Regions from separate parts of the Gossypium hirsutum genome. Here region 2 is linked to region 1. A link is a contact called in public Hi-C data. All regions are on one chromosome and are shown on one strand. The core of a region is the stretch at or near the end of the contact, and the rest is flanking DNA. Distances in the headings are between cores, read along the strand shown.

Evidence for each region. Hi-C and Micro-C count contacts between places; a contact is called where the count stands out from the background.
Region 2: a Hi-C map of leaf shows a contact between it and region 1, with 2.3 times the contacts expected there. The contact joins the promoter of LOC107952936 here to the enhancer-like site in region 1. A contact is called at or near these places in 2 of 34 Hi-C or Micro-C datasets (both in leaf).

The regions. Positions count from the first base shown.
Region 1 is chrA07:31,162,179-31,166,236 of Gossypium_hirsutum_v2.1, forward strand. No RefSeq gene overlaps it. Among protein-coding and RNA genes, the nearest start is that of LOC107952940, 38 kb to the right of the region's middle. Within about 2 kb of position 2,338, at least 7 of the 9 cell types and tissues checked have an H3K27ac peak or open chromatin away from gene starts, as enhancers often do. A contact at or near this core is called in leaf, where this site is marked.
Region 2 is chrA07:31,321,636-31,325,693 of Gossypium_hirsutum_v2.1, forward strand. It overlaps LOC107952936, which reads right to left and starts at 1,882. Exons shown (of 2, transcript XM_016888143.2): 1 at 1,335-1,882; 2 at 278-918. The coding sequence starts at 1,583. The coding sequence ends at 424.

The DNA.
Region 1 (4,058 bases), core at 1,088-3,587:
AACAATCCTGGAGGTAACTCATAAACTTACACCCAAAAGGTTGAAAAGATCAACAGAATCTTCATCGGGTCTTCTCCATTCTCCGAACAATGGAACACCAATAAATGATTGTTAAAAGTCTAAAGTGCTTCGTTTAGAACCCGATCCGTGTCCATTTTATGAAAAATTTGGAATAAAAATCTCTTATCACCTATATTCGAAATCTGGACGCCTTTTATCGAATGCCAAACATTCTATATAGTACTCTTTATTGCCAGAAAATGGCCAATACTAGCTATAAGAAAACACCCTACCAGACATAAATCCACCCATGCATTCTGAGATTCAAAATTCCCTTAAACTCGTAAAACCCCCTCCTCTTCATCGTCCAAAGACAAATCGGCCAAGTCATTTTCCATAATCTAAAATGCCTAAATTCCAAATAGATCACCCATTGTATTCTAATGAATCGCCGCCAAAGTATTTTCAAAGATCTTACACTTAAGAAAAAGAAAAAGCAAAAAGCCTTAATCGAGTTAGAGTAGCAGACAGAAACGTGCTATAGTAGCACACTTAACCAGAAAGTACAATTATTTCTAAATAATCATCAACTTTAAAAAATATATATTTTTAAATTTAATTTATCTTTTAAATTATAATTATTTTTTAAAAAAATATTATTCACTCTGAGGATGGGATGAATTCTAATAAAAAAATGATTTGGTTTGGTTTTGACTTCCTTTTTCTTTAATGTTTTTAACTTGATGATTTTGATTGAAATATTCATGGAAGGAGAAAGTTGGATTGGTTTGCATTTGAATTTAACTTTTTCAATCTTAGATAGGTTTGAGGTCTGATCTATTTTATTATTTTTAAAAATAAAAAAATAAAAAAATAGTTTTATATTATTATTTTTATATTTAATTATAAAATATAAAGGCGTGTTTTATAAATTAAAAATTTAAGTACTGAAAAATTAAGTATTGAATTTATATTAGAAATTTATTTGATAAATTAGTAAATATAAGTATAGAATATAATTTTGTTATTTGAAAAAAGTAAATATTAATTTTTGAAAATTATTTATTTTTAATTTTAATTTTATTAATATAATGTTTTATATTGTTTTGAATAGTTTTGGATGAAAGATAAATATGGTAATTTGAATATTTTATTTTTAAAAATATATAATTTATTTCAATTTTTAATAAAATAAAATCGAGTTAATTTTTTACATTAAGTGATAAATAACTAATTACCTCCTTTATCTTATTCAAATTTTTTTATTGTAAATTTTATATTAAATAAAAGTTAAAATGATTAAAAAAATTTTAATGATTTATTAAATACACCTTAAATAAATTTATTAAATTATTTTTTCAAATGGTAAAACGATGGTGCGAAAATCGAATGTGGGTTCCAACAAAACACTTGTCATTTTGAAACGGTCGGTGCGGACTTTTATTTTGTTTGATGAATTTGGTTAGTAAGTACATGAAAGAGTAGTTACCAATGTAATTTTCTTTTCTTTCTTTTTTTATTAAATATGTTTAAGATTTTATTTGCAAATAACATGATAACTTTGTGAAAAACAAATATGAAAGTCAAGAAACACATAAAACATTAGATTTTAAAAAAGAAAAAGAAAAATGTAGGTAATTTGATGAAGAAAGCAACGTCCAAGGAGCCGCTGGCCTTTGGTTGCTATTGCAGTGGCATTTGAGTGTGCGCTTCGCCTCCCATGACACCCAACCTCAAACTACTAACCTATTATATAAAAACAGAAATAACACTTGAAGATGTCCCCAATTCTGATTGTTGTGTGATAATAACAATCAATTTGTAGGGCATTCATAAAAAATTGAAGTTTCATTACCCGTAGTTATTATTGATAAAAAAAAGCAATGGGTTGAGTAGTAAAATTTGATAAGTTGATTCAACCGCGGAGACTATTCAGACTTCAAATCCGAGGTTTATTAATTGGCGTTTGGGCGACAATTCCAGGTCAACTGCTAAACCAGCCAAATGCGTCAAAAAGGGATTGCTTTGCTTAATATTAGTATGTAGGAACTTTCCCCAAGAAGTCAATGGCTTTAATTGTATAAGACCTCTCAACATGTGGGTCATGCCAGAAACAAGAGAAGGGTGAAATTCCCTCAACCTCATCAAATTGAATATTTAAATACAAGGTGTCCCCATAATATTTGTTGGATCATTTGCTGGCAGATTCTTTGAAGGCAGGCAAATTTGTCCTATTTTTGTGTTTAAGCTAAAAAAATGATAAAGCATTGCAGGGCCCAAACTAGGAAATGACAGGTCCATGACCAGGAGGCCCAATGTGTAAGCACTTCAAAAATGAAGTGACTGTTCTGATAATAATTATCAAAGTTGCCTTCTTTCTATTTGGGACTCCGTCTACAACCTTCTTTCTCATACTCAAACCAGGTTTTTGGGTAAACCAAATCATAGCAAGTAAGATGCATAGGCTTCAAAATCGTCCTTTACATGGTGGGTATTCAAAAATAAAATATAAATGCAATAAAAATATTATGAAGGTATTTATACTAAGAGTTGAATTATATTTTGTCTCATTTATTTAAAAAAAATAGATGAATTAATTTTTGTACATTAGATCAAAAAATAAATTACTCATTCTATTAAAAATTTTATCTATTTTTATTGTTAAAAATTAATCTTCGTACATTAGAATAAGGTACACATGTAACTTTCTGGTTATTTTATCAGTCACTAACTTTTAATGGTAGAAATGAATGAAATGTTTAACAAAGAAAAATAAATCAATTTACTTTTTAATCAATCTATGATTTATATTTTTCACCAGATTCGCAGATCATTACGTGATACTTCTTATTTGTTTACATCCTGATTTCAGTTTCCTTTGCTATGGGGTCGTGATTTGATATTTTGAGAAAAGATGTAAGAAGAGTGATGTTTTTGCTCCAAGTCTTGGATAATGAATATACTAATTCACCGCAATTAGCCCAAATCAACAATTCTTCCAAAACCAAGATTTGCTTTAGACGGAGCCCATAAGCAGTTCTTCTCTATTTCTTTTTAGGGTAAACTACATTGGTCACCTAACTATATATATAAGTTTTCATTTTCTAATTTCCACATAATTTTCTTGTTAAGTGAAATGGCGTGTTTTACACCAATAAGAACCATCTCTTCAGCTTCTTTCTCCTTTACCCTCTACTACTCTCTTCAAAGTTAATTGAAAGGTTAAACTAAACCCAGAATCTAACATCCACAAATTTCAAGCCATCGTACCCCCACCACAAGTCGCTCCAAAACTTTGACCCGTAGTAATTTTCACCTAAACTCTTCAAATCCAACCTCTGTTTCAAAGTTATTTTATGCCTAAGTACTCGAAAAGACTAGAAGGAAAACATAAGTTGTGATATAATGATAATTATTGTAAGAGTGCGTGTGCTTGTTTCTAAATTCAAAAAAATCCTGCAGAGAACAATGAAATATTGATAGAAGAACAAGAAAGTCTAAGACAAAAAAAAAATGGAACTTTATAATATTAGTCTAAAATATGATTTGGTGTTTTTTTTTTGTTTTTTTTTCTTCACTATAAATGCATTTTTTTTCTTCGACAACTTCTTTACAAATTTTTCTATTTATGAGCATTAAAGGAGTTAAACGAAACTCCTCTCTTTGAGTCAAAAGCAAATAACTTGAGGTGAAGATTACTTACTACATTCAATACTATAGTAAATGATATCTCCAAGTTAGCTTAGCAATGAAACTTTTGAAGGTCTAGTCAAATGGTTTAAGAGTTATGATTCGGTTTAGTTGTGAAAAATACATAGGGTGGATTTGAAGAGTTTAGGTGAAAATTACTAGGGCTCGAAGCTTTGGATCGACTTGCGGTGGGGTTACGGTGGCCTAAAATTTGTGAGTGTCAAATTCTGGGTTTAGTTTAACTTTCTGATCAACTTTGAAGAAAGTAAGTAAAGGGTAAAAGAGAAAGAAGTTGAAGAGATGATTTTTATTTGTGCAAAATACACTGTTTCATTTAGCAAGGAAATTATGTGGAAATTATAAAATCC
Region 2 (4,058 bases), core at 632-3,131, 160 kb after region 1:
TTAAAAACATGCAATATGCCTGCAACTAATGAGGTCAAGGTTGGAGAATTATTAGTTGTGAATTCTTCCATTGAAAAAGCTAAAAACAAGAGGAAAAAAAAAAGTCATAACAAGGCATGTGTGGGTGCCAACCTGATTCACAACAAAAAGAACAAATATTTAACACAGGGAATAATCTAATGACGAAAGGAAACCAATAAAATCGATGTGGACCCTGTTAGTTAAAAAGCATGTTTGGTATGGAACAGAAGTTCAACTACTCGAGTCCGAATATAAATACAGCTAAAAATGATTTCCAGTACCAAGCTCATCATGTTTTTTTACATGTACATGGTCCTTGAATGGACTATATATCATTATAAAAAAAATAGTGAAGAAATTGAGCTGTAATTCATCTTATATTAATGATGAATGATGTAACAATCATCCCCTGCCACAAAACACGTCCAAAGGCATCTTTGAGATAGTCAACAAAGTATCTAATTTTTCTGCTGCTTTTTCTTTTGAATACGTAGCTGAAACAATGGTTTTTCTTTGTGAATTACTATAAGGTTGTTGCTTGGAGTGATAAAACTTGATGGTAGACGAAAGGCTGGCTGATATCAGAATTAAATTGACTGCAATTCCAACAGCATTCTGCCACTTCCAGGGTCTGAATAAAACTCTGATGCAGCAAATGAGGAAACCAGATATCCTTCTCCTCGAGCTTTCACCTTCATTTTTCTTAACACTTTCTTCCACATCCCTGTCAATTGAGGTTTTATTCTCATGATCATTGCCAAAGCAAGCACTTAACTCTTTCACAACATCCAGGGGTCTTCCTTCATATTGTGTCACTTGTTTTATGAGACATGATCTGGTTTGCTCCAATCGACTAAGGGCCAATTGCCTATCTTTCAGCTGCCAAGACTGCAATTTCTGCATGTAGATATATATCAACATAAATTTTCCAGGGAGGCCTAATGCTAAGATAATAAAAAACTGCAAATGCGAATCAAATTAAGGCAAAAACCTCTAAAAGTCGGGTGGAATATTCTAATTATACTCGATAGGTTTCGACACTAATTAAGATTATCAATCAAAAGGTAACAGAATTCATAATTCCATTAAAAACAAGAGTCCAAAAAGAAGAGCTTTTGAAACAGGTAATCTGAATTGTTTATTAATCATTTTTTTATCAAAGGAATCAAATATTGAGAACCAATATCTGATCTGAATATATTAGATCTCATGAAACAATGTTGAGATTAAGACAAGCAATCTTACTATTCGGATCTAAAAGGAGTTGAGCTGAGAGTGTTGGGAAATAAAAGAGAAGACAGAAAGTAAATTACCTGCAAATGCAAAAGCGTGTTCTCAACTTGGTTGAGTGAATCTCTGATGGCAATCAACCTCTTCCTTTCCAGAAATGGGGTCTGCCCAATATCACAATAGCGACCATGGTCTGAACAATACCTGCAGAAGCTGATACTGTCGTCGATTTCATGGTTCAACCTGTCGTGCAAAGCCCATGCCCTCTCAATGAGACTCGGCAGTTTTTTGTTATTCAACTCCATTGGTTGGAAAACATAGCCCACCACCATTCAAGACCTTCCTGTGTTATAACTTTTTAAACTTCATCATTTGCACTTTATTCTCTTGTTTTTGCTTCTTTCTACAAATTACTCTTGGCTGTGGAAGAAGAAAGTTTGAGGAACTATTTGGAATGGTATAGAATGGAAGGTAGGCCTCTCCTTTTTTAATTGTGTTTGGACAACATCATTTTAGTTTCTTTCACTTTTTTTGTTTTTTTTTTTGGGGTGTGTGTGTGTGGGGGTATGTTTGCTTTAAAGGAAAGTTTTGGTTGGAATTGAAACTGAGACGCTTAGCTGTTGAGTACCCCACAGTCTCATATTGCATGCCATACATACATTGCCATGTGCAATCCATTATCCCATCCAAGGCTGAAGCAAGCAAAAGAAAGAAGAAATTGAAAGTACTAGTGAAGCAACAGCATGCCATCGTCCCTCATCATACAAAATGTTTAAAACCATGGTTATGATATTATCAGAAACTCAAAAGCCCAAAGCTCCCATGTGACGTGAATAGTTATGATGCCGTAAAAGTCGATAACAAAATCAGGTTCTTTTTCAGTTACCATATAATGATGATGGGCCAGGATTAGTTGGGCTACAAATCCTTAAACGTGGTTAGCACAAACCCAGCTCACCTTCTTTAGTTTATTTGATTGCCTTTTAGCTGTCTATGAGCTCTCTAAATCAATGGCATTATTGATTTGGTGATGATTTAATGGTTTGGCTCTTTGCAGAAGCAAAAAGACATGAAAATTGCAATGACTAAGGAGTCAGCCAGCCGCCTTACTTAATATGATAATCTGCTCATTGACACATCCAAATTCAACTAATCATATTAACCCATTTCTTACCCTACCCCCATCATCCCTTATTAAGTGTCATCATTTAGACTTCACCAAACTTAGTAATTTCATTTGTCGATCTTCAAAATAACAGACCACAACTTGATTCAACTTTAATTACCCATAATAACATATGAAATATGTACGATATTAATAAAAAGATTAAAATATCTCAAATAATATATCTTATTTTAAATACATAACTCATATTCTTCATAATTTTTCTTATTAAATTTGTAATCGATTGACTCATGACACGAACTTAATTAAAGACTTAAATAATAATAATATAGATATATAGAAATAATAATTAATTTTTATTTTTTAAATGTTTTAATAAATTTCATCCCTAGGTAATTTTTTATATTACTTTTATTATTTATTACAAATTATATATATATGGATATACATGAAAATTAAATTAAATTAATATTATCATTTGACAATATTATTAGATTGTCTTCTAAATAGACTTATCCATAAGTCGGGCCACCCGACTCAGCCTGAAGGCCCGTTCGAAAAGTGAGAGGATTTGATTAAAATATAAGCTTGAAAAATAATCTTGGGCAAAAAAATAAGTCCCATTTAGAAAATGGATCGGGCCTTGGGTAAGCCTTTTTTTCCCAAGCCGGCCTGAATATGCAACAAAAAAAATTGCTATTTTTTTGTTGTTTTCTTGCTTTTTTATTATTTTTTCTTTTTTTTTCACTATTTTGCTACTATTTTATTGTTATTATTTGGATATTGTATAACTCTTGGTTTATTGTTAATTTTGTTACTACTTTAGAGGTATTTGCTTGTTAAGTTGCACGTATCTCAGTATTATTTAAATATATATATTTTAATTCATTTTCAATTTGTTCGGCAACATTTATTTTAATTTTTTAGTATTTTTTATGTATTATATATATTTAAAAATTATATAAAAAAATTAATATCGGTGAGCCAACCTAGGCCCGAGCTTTAATATTTTTATCTGGGCTGAGTTTGGAAAAAATTTTAGGCTTATTTTTTGGGCTGGGCCCAAGCCTAACAAACTGGCCTAAAATTTTGGTTGGATCTAGCTCGACCCATGAACACATCTACTTCCATATTATCATAAATTAAATTATTTTTAATAATTTTAGTTGGACTAAATAAAAAATTATTAAATATTTTAATGCATATATATATTAAATAATTATAGTTTTTAATATAAAAATTTAAATATTCAAATTAAGTAATCATTTTATGTACTTTTTTCAAAAAAAAAATGGCATATATTTCCAAACATTTAGCATAAAAGTTAAGAAATTAGAAATCTGTTGTTTCAAAGTATTTATTTTAGTGACCATAAGTTATTGTAAGAAATATATTTTGTAGTTTTTGTAAACGCTTAATATATTTGGCATAGATTTATATTAATTTTAATTAATTAATCATTTGTATCATATAAATTTTTATGTCACATTTATTTTATTTTTCATCATATTATGTTTTAGTTAATAACTTGAGTTATATAAATTTTGAGGTATTAATGTAATCCTTCATATTTTTGTTATTTTTGTTGTATAATAGCTATTTATTATAATAGCTGTCAATAATATTTTTTTCAACTCGAATATTAGGTTTTATGTTGTATTTTAATTAATATTAGGTTTTA